Regions from separate parts of the Mus musculus genome. Here region 2 is linked to region 1. The links are chromatin contacts, called in public HiChIP or PLAC-seq maps. All regions are on one chromosome and are shown on one strand. The core of a region is the stretch at or near the end of the contact, and the rest is flanking DNA. Distances in the headings are between cores, read along the strand shown. Region 1 holds the start of Mgat4f (MGAT4 family, member F). Region 2 has its middle 20 kb from the start of Klhl12.

Region 1 (4,059 bases), core at 676-3,175:
AACGCGAGCAGCAGCAGATCCTGAGGGCCTCCTCAGAGAGCAGGGGTGCTCTTCCGGCTGGCATGCCACATCCCGAGCCCACCCTTCCTGGACTGAGCTTTCCCAATGCCTGATTATTGTCTTAACCTTTTCCTCCCAATTTTTCTCCTGCCCCTGCTTGTAGCCATCTCAGGAAAGACAACCAACAAGGGCTTGACTCTGTGACGCTCCTGCTTTCTGTATGCTCCCAGGTGAACTGGAAGGGATATGTTGCCAAGAAGACAATATGGAGGCTGTAGAGATGACACAGTAGGTAATAGCTCTTGCTACCAGCCCCATCCCTGGGACCTGTATGGTGGAAGGAGAGAACCAATTCCATTCTGTGCATGTGGCCATATATGTCTATACACAGACTTAAACAAATCTGGGTGACATGTAACATGACAGACTTCCCTACACTATCCTGCGATGTGAATTCTGTTCCCAAAGATCTTTGTTTACTCCCCTGGGAGGAATGCCCTGAGTAAGATGTTCCCTCCCTCCTCAGCAATGCAGCTTATTGTGCCCAAGACATTTTGTAAATCCCAATTTCCTATGAGGCATTCTGGATCCTGAGCATATCTGTGATAGCAATGAGAAACACTCAGTATGTTTGTCTTTGTTTCTCTGTGAGCTATTTGAAATAAAAGTTTCACAGAATGCCAGGAAAGGCACTAGCTTAGAGTCCTCTACTGTAGTGGGTAGCCTAGTGCTGCTTATTCTACTACTAATTTGGGGTCCCCAAGACTGGCTGCCCCTAGAGAGAGTCTTCACGTAAGATGCTGAGTGACCCTGCCCCCAAGTTATTTCTGATTGGTAAATAAAGATGCCAACAGTCAATAGCTGGGCAGAAGAGACATAGGTAGAGTTTAGGGTTTTGGGCTTGGAGTCTGAGGAGGACCATGAGGGAAGAGAGTGCAGGTGGAGGAAGAAGCCACCATGGGTTATGTGAGCCATAAGAACAAGACCCTGAGGGCTGGCCAACTGAAGTTAAGAACAGCCCAGATGGAACATAGTAAGTAATGATTCGGGGTTATCGATAGGAAAGTAGATTCTAATAGCATGGAGGGTAGGTATTCACCCAGCTATTGTGCTGTTTAAGGCTAATTATAAATAAAAAGGTTGCGTATGTCTTTTGTCTGGGAACTTAAATAGCCAAGGCTGGGTAGAAACCTCAGGGCAGGATTTAAATAATTATTACTACAACACTAGTTCTGCTGACTCTCCAATTCAACTTCAATTCCTTGGCAAAGGCCACTGGCAGGTTGTGATAGATACTTCTTTTATATATATGTATAGGTATTTTACCTGCATGTAAGTCTGTGGACTACATATGTGTCTGGTGCATGCAGAGGCCAGAAGAGGGTGTTGAATCCTCTGGAACTGTAGTTATAGACCATATATACATATTGTGAGCCACTGGGTGGGTGCTGGGAATGAAACCTGGGTCCCTTGGAAGAACAGCCAGCTCTCCTAACCACTAAGCCTGTCTAGTTCCCATAATAATTTGTTTTTAATGAAGAGGAAATTTAGGGTTAAGTATTAAATTCAAACCAACATCTTCTGGTAGGGGGTTAGTGATACATGAATTAGATCTCATCTCTCAAACCCATACTTACTTTTGGGCATTTTCCTTTCTGGGATTTTGTTAGGTAGATAGACAAGGTTTTGAATAAATACAGAAGGACTTGGCGTGCTTTCTTCATTGTGAACTGCTAGGATCCATAGAAACCTGAAAGAAACCAGAAATTCCTAAACAGGACCACATCATCATTATGTTTTGAGTGCAATTTCCATAGAAGTCTTTCTGGCTAGTAGAAAATGCTGCTTGAAGCTTAACTGGAATAAGGATTTTCTCTGAAAACAAGAAGAAAACAACTTAATGTTGAGGGATGCAGTCCCAGAGTGGCTTCTCTGAAGCTGCTAAGGCTAGTCACCCCTCCCAGGAAGCCCCACCTGACAACCATTGTTCAGCTTGAATGGGGACCATGTGTCAACCAGCCTTACATCAAACACCTCCTTGATGAGGTGAGGAGGAAACATAGTTTCAAAACCAGCCTTCAGTCTTGCTACTTGAAATTTGAGTATTGCCTGCTAGTTTGAGTCAACAAGTATGAATTCTGAGTTGTCCCTTTTTTATCAAAGGGCGCATGGGCTATTCACTGCCATCTGTGTCTTCAGTTGCTGCTCTGTGCAGCCTGGGAGATCACCACAAAATTGTTCTCAAATATCCAGTTGTTTTTTGTGCTTAGAAGTGTCCAGTGGCCTTCTGAAGTCCCCCCCCACCTCCCCCCCCCCTTTTTAATCTGTTCTTTATCACTACTGAGATTGTATTTCCAGTAGCATTGTTCCTTCTCCCTGTTGGGAATCTGAATGAAAATGTCCTCTATAGGTTTGTGTTCAAGTACTTAGTCCCCTGTTGGTGGAACTGTTTGGGAAGGATCAGGGGGTGTGGCCTTGATGGAGGAGGTGTGTCACTGGGGGGTGGGCTTTGAGGTTTCAAAACACTGGTGCCATCCTCACTGTCTCTGCTTTGTGGCTGTGTCTCAAGATGTGAGCACACAGCTACTGCTCTGGTGCCATGCCTGGAAACCTGTTGCCATGCTCCCTACCATGATGGTCATGGACTCTAACCCTCTAAAATGATAAGCCATTTCAGTGGTAGGCCAACAAAGTCTTTCTTCTATCAGTTGCCTTGGTCATGGTGTCTTATGACAGCAATAGAGTGTTGGTGCCGGCCAGTGGTTCACATGTCCGGGTTCGAGCCTGGAAGGCATCTTGGAATCTGGAAGAAAAGAGGGAGCCTAGGCGGGTTGGGAAATAATGGAACCAAGACATGCTAGTCTGTTCAAGGTTCAAATTTTTAATGGCGGACATGCTTTATAAAAGAGGGGGGAAAGTCCATCCCCACCAATTCATTCTTGGAGCCTGGAACCAGCTGCAGGTGATGATGTGCAGGATAGGGCGTAGTTTCCAGAATAGCTGGGGGGGGGGGGCTCTCAGCTGGTAGCAGTATCTTGAAGAGGAACAGCAGCAGCAGCAGAACAATAGAGTGATCCAGGGAGGAAGGCTCCACCCTAGATAATCACCTTAGTGGCTGCAAGGTCAAGTTCTGGCTTAGCCTGCTTCAGGCTTATGGGAGACTACAATAGAGAAGTAGCTAAGACACTCCTTATCCTCCTCCTCTTCCCGGCGTCCTCTTCTACTTCATCCTCCTCTTCTCTTCCTCCTTTTCCTTTTCTTCTACCTCATCCTCTTCCTCTTCTCCTCCTGGTCTTCCTCAAAAGAATCATTTTTACCTTCAGTCTTATAATTCATCTCAAAATACTTTATATGTATGGAATGAAGTAGGTGCCGAAGTTCTTTTTTGTTTGTTTGTTTTTTTTAAACAACTGATATCCCATTCTTCCAGTACCACTGTGGAAAGACTCTTTTTAAATTCGTGTAAATACCTATTAACTGAGTATGTTTGTGTCTCTTTCAGTTTCCCTGAACTATTTGATATCTTTACTATTATACAGACTCTTTTTGCTCCTCCCTCTATGCTTGTCATGGTGGTTGGTTTCTCTGTATTTTTCTAACAGAAGTATAGGATGAATTTTTATATAGAAGACACTGTAAAGTTCTAAGCCTATTTATTTTCCATGGAGATGGCTGTATTAGTTATCTTACATGTTGCTGGAACAAAATTAGTTAACAAAGCAATTAAAGGAAGGGATTGTTGATTTTGGCTCACAGTTCAAGGGTAAATCAGAGTGGCAGAAGCTTCAGGTGGTCTTTGGGGCTGGCAAGATGGCTCAGCGTGCAAGAGCACTGACTACTCTTCCAAAGGTCCTGAGTTCAAATCCCAGCAACCACATGGTGGCTCACAACTACCTGTAATGAGATCTGATGCCCTCTTCTGGTGTGTCTTAAGTCAGCAATAGTGTACTTATGTATAATAATAAATAAATCTTTGGGCTGGAGCAAGCAGGGACTGAAGGAGCAGGGCTGACTGGAGCGAGTGGGCTGACCAGAGCAAGCAGAGGTCCTAAAAAAATT
Region 2 (4,059 bases), core at 841-3,340, 50 kb before region 1:
CATGTGGCACCAACAAAATTAACTGTCAGAAGTGACCAAAGCTCAGAGCTTTATTGTAATAGTTTATCTATTTTATATATTGGTGTTCTGCCTGCATGTATGTCTGAGGGTGATAATCCCCTCAAACTGGAAGTATAGACAGGTATGAGGTATCATGTGGTTGCTGGGAACTGAACCGTTGCCCTTTGGAAGAGCAGCCAGTGCTCTTAACTGCTGAGCCATCTCTCCAGGCCCTAGTGTTTGGCTTCTTTAGCTAAAAACATTCTCATTTGTTTTTCTAAGTTTTACCCCCATTGGAAACCATGACATACTTCTTTATAAAGGGACTCTTATGAAACGGACCAAGCCAAGAGCTACCTACATAAGCCATCTCTCCTAAAGGAAGACATCACACATTATAAGGGATGTTTAGTATGGTAATTAATAAGTTAAGACTTGGTTATAGAGAGCTGGGCATCGTGGTGCATGCCTTTAATCCCAGCACTCGGGAGGCAGAGGCAGGTGGATTTCTGAGTTCGAGGCCAGCCTGGTCTACAAAGTGAGTTCCAGGACAGCCAGGGCTATACAGAGAAACCCTGTCTCAAAAAAAACCAACCAACCAAAGAAAAGACTTGGTTATAGAAAATTTTCATGGTGAGCTTTCAGAGGACAGGGACTAAGTGAGCCACAGCTAAGATCAGATGACTCTGTTGGGAAAGACAACACAGCGAATGAACAAAGACCAGGCCAGCCTGGATAAGAAGGGTCCTACAAGTAGTTAACTCCTCAGGTGCTGCAGAACATCAGGACTTAAGCACATGAGTCTTATTTCTCACTTCCCACGTGGGCTGATTCTCCTGGGGAACACATCCACATAGGTAGCAGGCAAGCTGGGGACTCGACAGCTTTACACGTTTTTCATTCTCCCACAGCACACTGTTAAGATCTTTCTTATTTAAGAGCTTTGACATCCCCAAATCATATACTAAAACCAAATCTCCATGTGAAAAAAGATTCAAAAAGTTTACTAACTTCATAGAAGGGTTGTCGTTCAGTATAATTCAGAAATAATCCAGTTTTTAAATGAACACAAACCTCTTTTAAATCTTCCAAAGAAAACTTCATGGGGTGTGGGGAGGTATTTCTATTTACATTCAAATTCCTACAACCAAATAAATACATAATCATCTCCCTAGTAATAAAAAGGGGACACAATAACCAGTTCCAACCACGTGGATAACAGTGACTTACTGATAATAAAGCAGGTAAAAATATAACAAATTAACAATCTGGGCAGTAACGCTGCTCTATTCACTCTTATTAATAAGAGATATACTAAAATTCCAGGTGATTTTTATCCAAACCTTACAAGACCACTAGTTTCCAACGGTAACATTATGGGGTTTTTTGTTGTTTTAAAGTCAAACGGACTCAATATTAGAGCCAAAAAAAAAAAAAAGAAAGAAAAGAAAAACCCTCTTTGGAGGCATAATAGTCTATTTCAGAACATGCTGTATTTGCTAAAAATACTAAAGGACATACCTTTAAATTTTATGTTAGAAGTCCAGTGTGGCGGTACATGGATTTAGTTCCAGTACCAGGGAGTCGAGGCAGGTGGATCTATGTGAGTCTGAGGCCAGCCTGGTCTATAAATCAAGTCCAGAACATTGAAACCTGACTCAAAAAAATGAAAACAACAACAACAACAAAACAACCCAAAAAACTGACAAACAAAACAAAATGTTGAAAGACAGGATATATTGATAAAGTGTTAATTGAAAAAGAAAGACAATTTGTAAGGAGTCGTAGCACATACCTTTGATCCCAGCACTTGAGAGGCAGAAGATGAATCCCCATGAATTTGAGGCCAGTCTGATCTACATAGCAAATTTCAGGCCAGCCAGGGCTGCAGAGTTAGACCCTGTCTCAAAAACAAAACAGAAACAAAACACCCACAGAACCAAAACCCAACAAAGAAAGTCTAAAAAGTGGGACTTGGAGCTGGAGAGAGTTCAGTGGGTCAGAACACTTCCTGTTCTTTCACAGGACCTAACTTCCTGGCACCCCACCCGCTGGTTCTCAACCATCTGTAACTCCAGTTTCGGGGAATCTGACTCCCTCTTCTGGCTTCCCTAGGTACTACACGTACATGGCAGATACGTGTGCACTCACTCATATACATAAAGTAAAAGTAAAAAAAAAAAAAACAAACAAACAAACCCAAGTTATAACCTGTGGTGGCTATTCCTGGTTGTCAACTTGACTCTATCTGGAATGAACTGTAGTCCAGAAGTGGAGGGCTCACCTGTGACCCAGATCTTGAGGCTGGAAGATACAAGTTTCTGACCTGGATCTTGACATGGAGATCTTGAGGCACAATGGCCATGAAAAGCTTAGTAAGTAATTCCAGGAGACTGAGGCAAGCAGACCTCTGAGTTCAAGGTCAGCCTGGGACAAAGCAAGTCTCAGATTCCAGGGGTGGTGGTAAACACCTTTAATCTGGGCTACACCTTCTGTTGGAGGCCTACATAAGGGTATTGGGAGAAGGAAGACTCACTCTATACCTGCTTGCACCTACTAGCCAGCACATCTGTGGGAACCTACTTCTACAGAAGAGCAGCTCAAACAACTAACCCGAGGGACTGAGCAACTACTAGATTCTTGGACTTCCCATCCACAGCTGCCCATTGTTGGGTTAGTTGGACTAGAGAGTGTAAGCCATTACAATAAATTCCCTCAATCTCTCAATATAGAGACCTTCCATAAGTTCTGTGACTCTAACCAACCCTGACAAACACATGATCTGAAAGACTTTAAAGGCCCATGTTTTCTGATGAAATGAATCCTCAGGGGTCCCATAGTACAGTTAACAAGAATTGAAAACAAAAATACTAAACAATACCTGTGTTATGGGAAGTAGATGAAAGAGTAGATTGGAGCCTCCTTTTCTTCTCTGACAATAGAATGTTATGTTCACAAAATCTATAGAATCCTGACTTCTCACAACTCTGGTTTCCTATTTGTATCTCTGTCGCTACTATTTAGTACATGGAGAAAGGATAATTTTGTTGGGTAAAATTTAGAACTACAATTCTAATTTCTTCTGTAATGACTGGAAATTTGCTTCCCCCAACTAGTATCTGATCATAGTAAAATAAGCAAATGAAATCACTTGTCATAATTATCTGTACACGAAAGGCTGTTCCCTAAGATGAGAACTGGCTACTCCCCATGAGGTTGTGGTTATAGAATCCAACTGACCAGAAGACTAAAATATTAAGCCGGGCATGGTGGTGCATGCCTGTAATCCCAGCACTTGGATCTCTGCGAGTTCAAGGCCAACCTGGTCTACAAAGTGAGTCCAGGAGAGTCAGGAGTACACAGAGAAACCCTGTCCTGAAAATAATGATAATTTCAAATATTACAAATAGCAAATAAATGTATTTCATAGACTATAAATGACAGATGAAGAGGAGACTTACACCTGGGATAGGGTGTGATTTTTAGAGGGTGTGGTGAATGCCTGTAATCCCAGGATTAAGGAGGTAGAGGCAGGAGAACCAAGAGTTCAAGACCATCCCTGGTTCACATCCAGTGTGAGGCCTGACTCTAACTATGCTATGCACTTGGAGGGAAACGGTTTCTTCTTTTCTGTCTTCTTCACTTGAGACCAGATCACAGTGTTGGCCCTGGTGGAGCGGAGGTGAGACGCATGCACCGCCACACCCTCCTTTGCCCCTTTGCTTTTAATTTCTATTCCCTGGGTTATCACTTGAGACTAAGAAACATTTTGTTTCTTGGCCTAGGTGAACTGTTTCTGTTTTTGTTTTGGAGACAGGGTCCGTGTAATCTTAGCTGTCCTAGAACTCACAGACTTTTCTGCTTCTGGCTCGGCTGCTATTAAAGGCGTGTATCACCATGCTGGGCTAAATTGTTTCTTCAAAGGATCACTTGTCCTCAGTTGAAACTTTGTACATAGTGTTATACAGTTACACTGTGTGATTCCTGGCTCCCCCCCTCCCCCCCCTTATGTGCTGAGTCACTACCAGCTTACACTACCCAATGAATTGAACCTCTTAA

The links. HiChIP or PLAC-seq counts read pairs in DNA pulled down with a chosen protein or histone mark.
Region 2: an H3K27ac HiChIP or PLAC-seq map of embryonic stem cells shows a contact between it and region 1, with 13 read pairs. The contact joins the enhancer-like site here to the promoter of Mgat4f in region 1. A contact is called at or near these places in 7 of 39 promoter capture datasets (the HPC-7 cell line, Sertoli cells, epiblast stem cells and 4 more), 20 of 484 Hi-C or Micro-C datasets (the BV-2 cell line, the G1E-ER4 cell line, the HPC-5 cell line and 14 more), 5 of 115 datasets of contacts at active chromatin or transcription factors (the HPC-7 cell line, bone marrow-derived dendritic cells, embryonic stem cells and 1 more) and 3 of 9 other capture datasets (adipose tissue, liver and pancreatic islet).

The regions. Positions count from the first base shown.
Region 1 is chr1:134,383,806-134,387,864 of GRCm38.p6, reverse strand. It overlaps Mgat4f (MGAT4 family, member F), which reads right to left and starts at 1,925. Exons shown (of 4, transcript NM_173771.4): 1 at 1,638-1,925. The coding sequence starts at 1,647.
Region 2 is chr1:134,433,607-134,437,665 of GRCm38.p6, reverse strand. No RefSeq gene overlaps it. Among named protein-coding and RNA genes, the nearest start is that of Klhl12, 20 kb to the left of the region's middle. Within about 2 kb of position 2,090, at least 26 of the 459 cell types and tissues checked have an H3K27ac peak or open chromatin away from gene starts, as enhancers often do. A contact at or near this core is called in the G1E-ER4 cell line, bone marrow-derived macrophages, embryonic stem cells and 1 more, where this site is marked.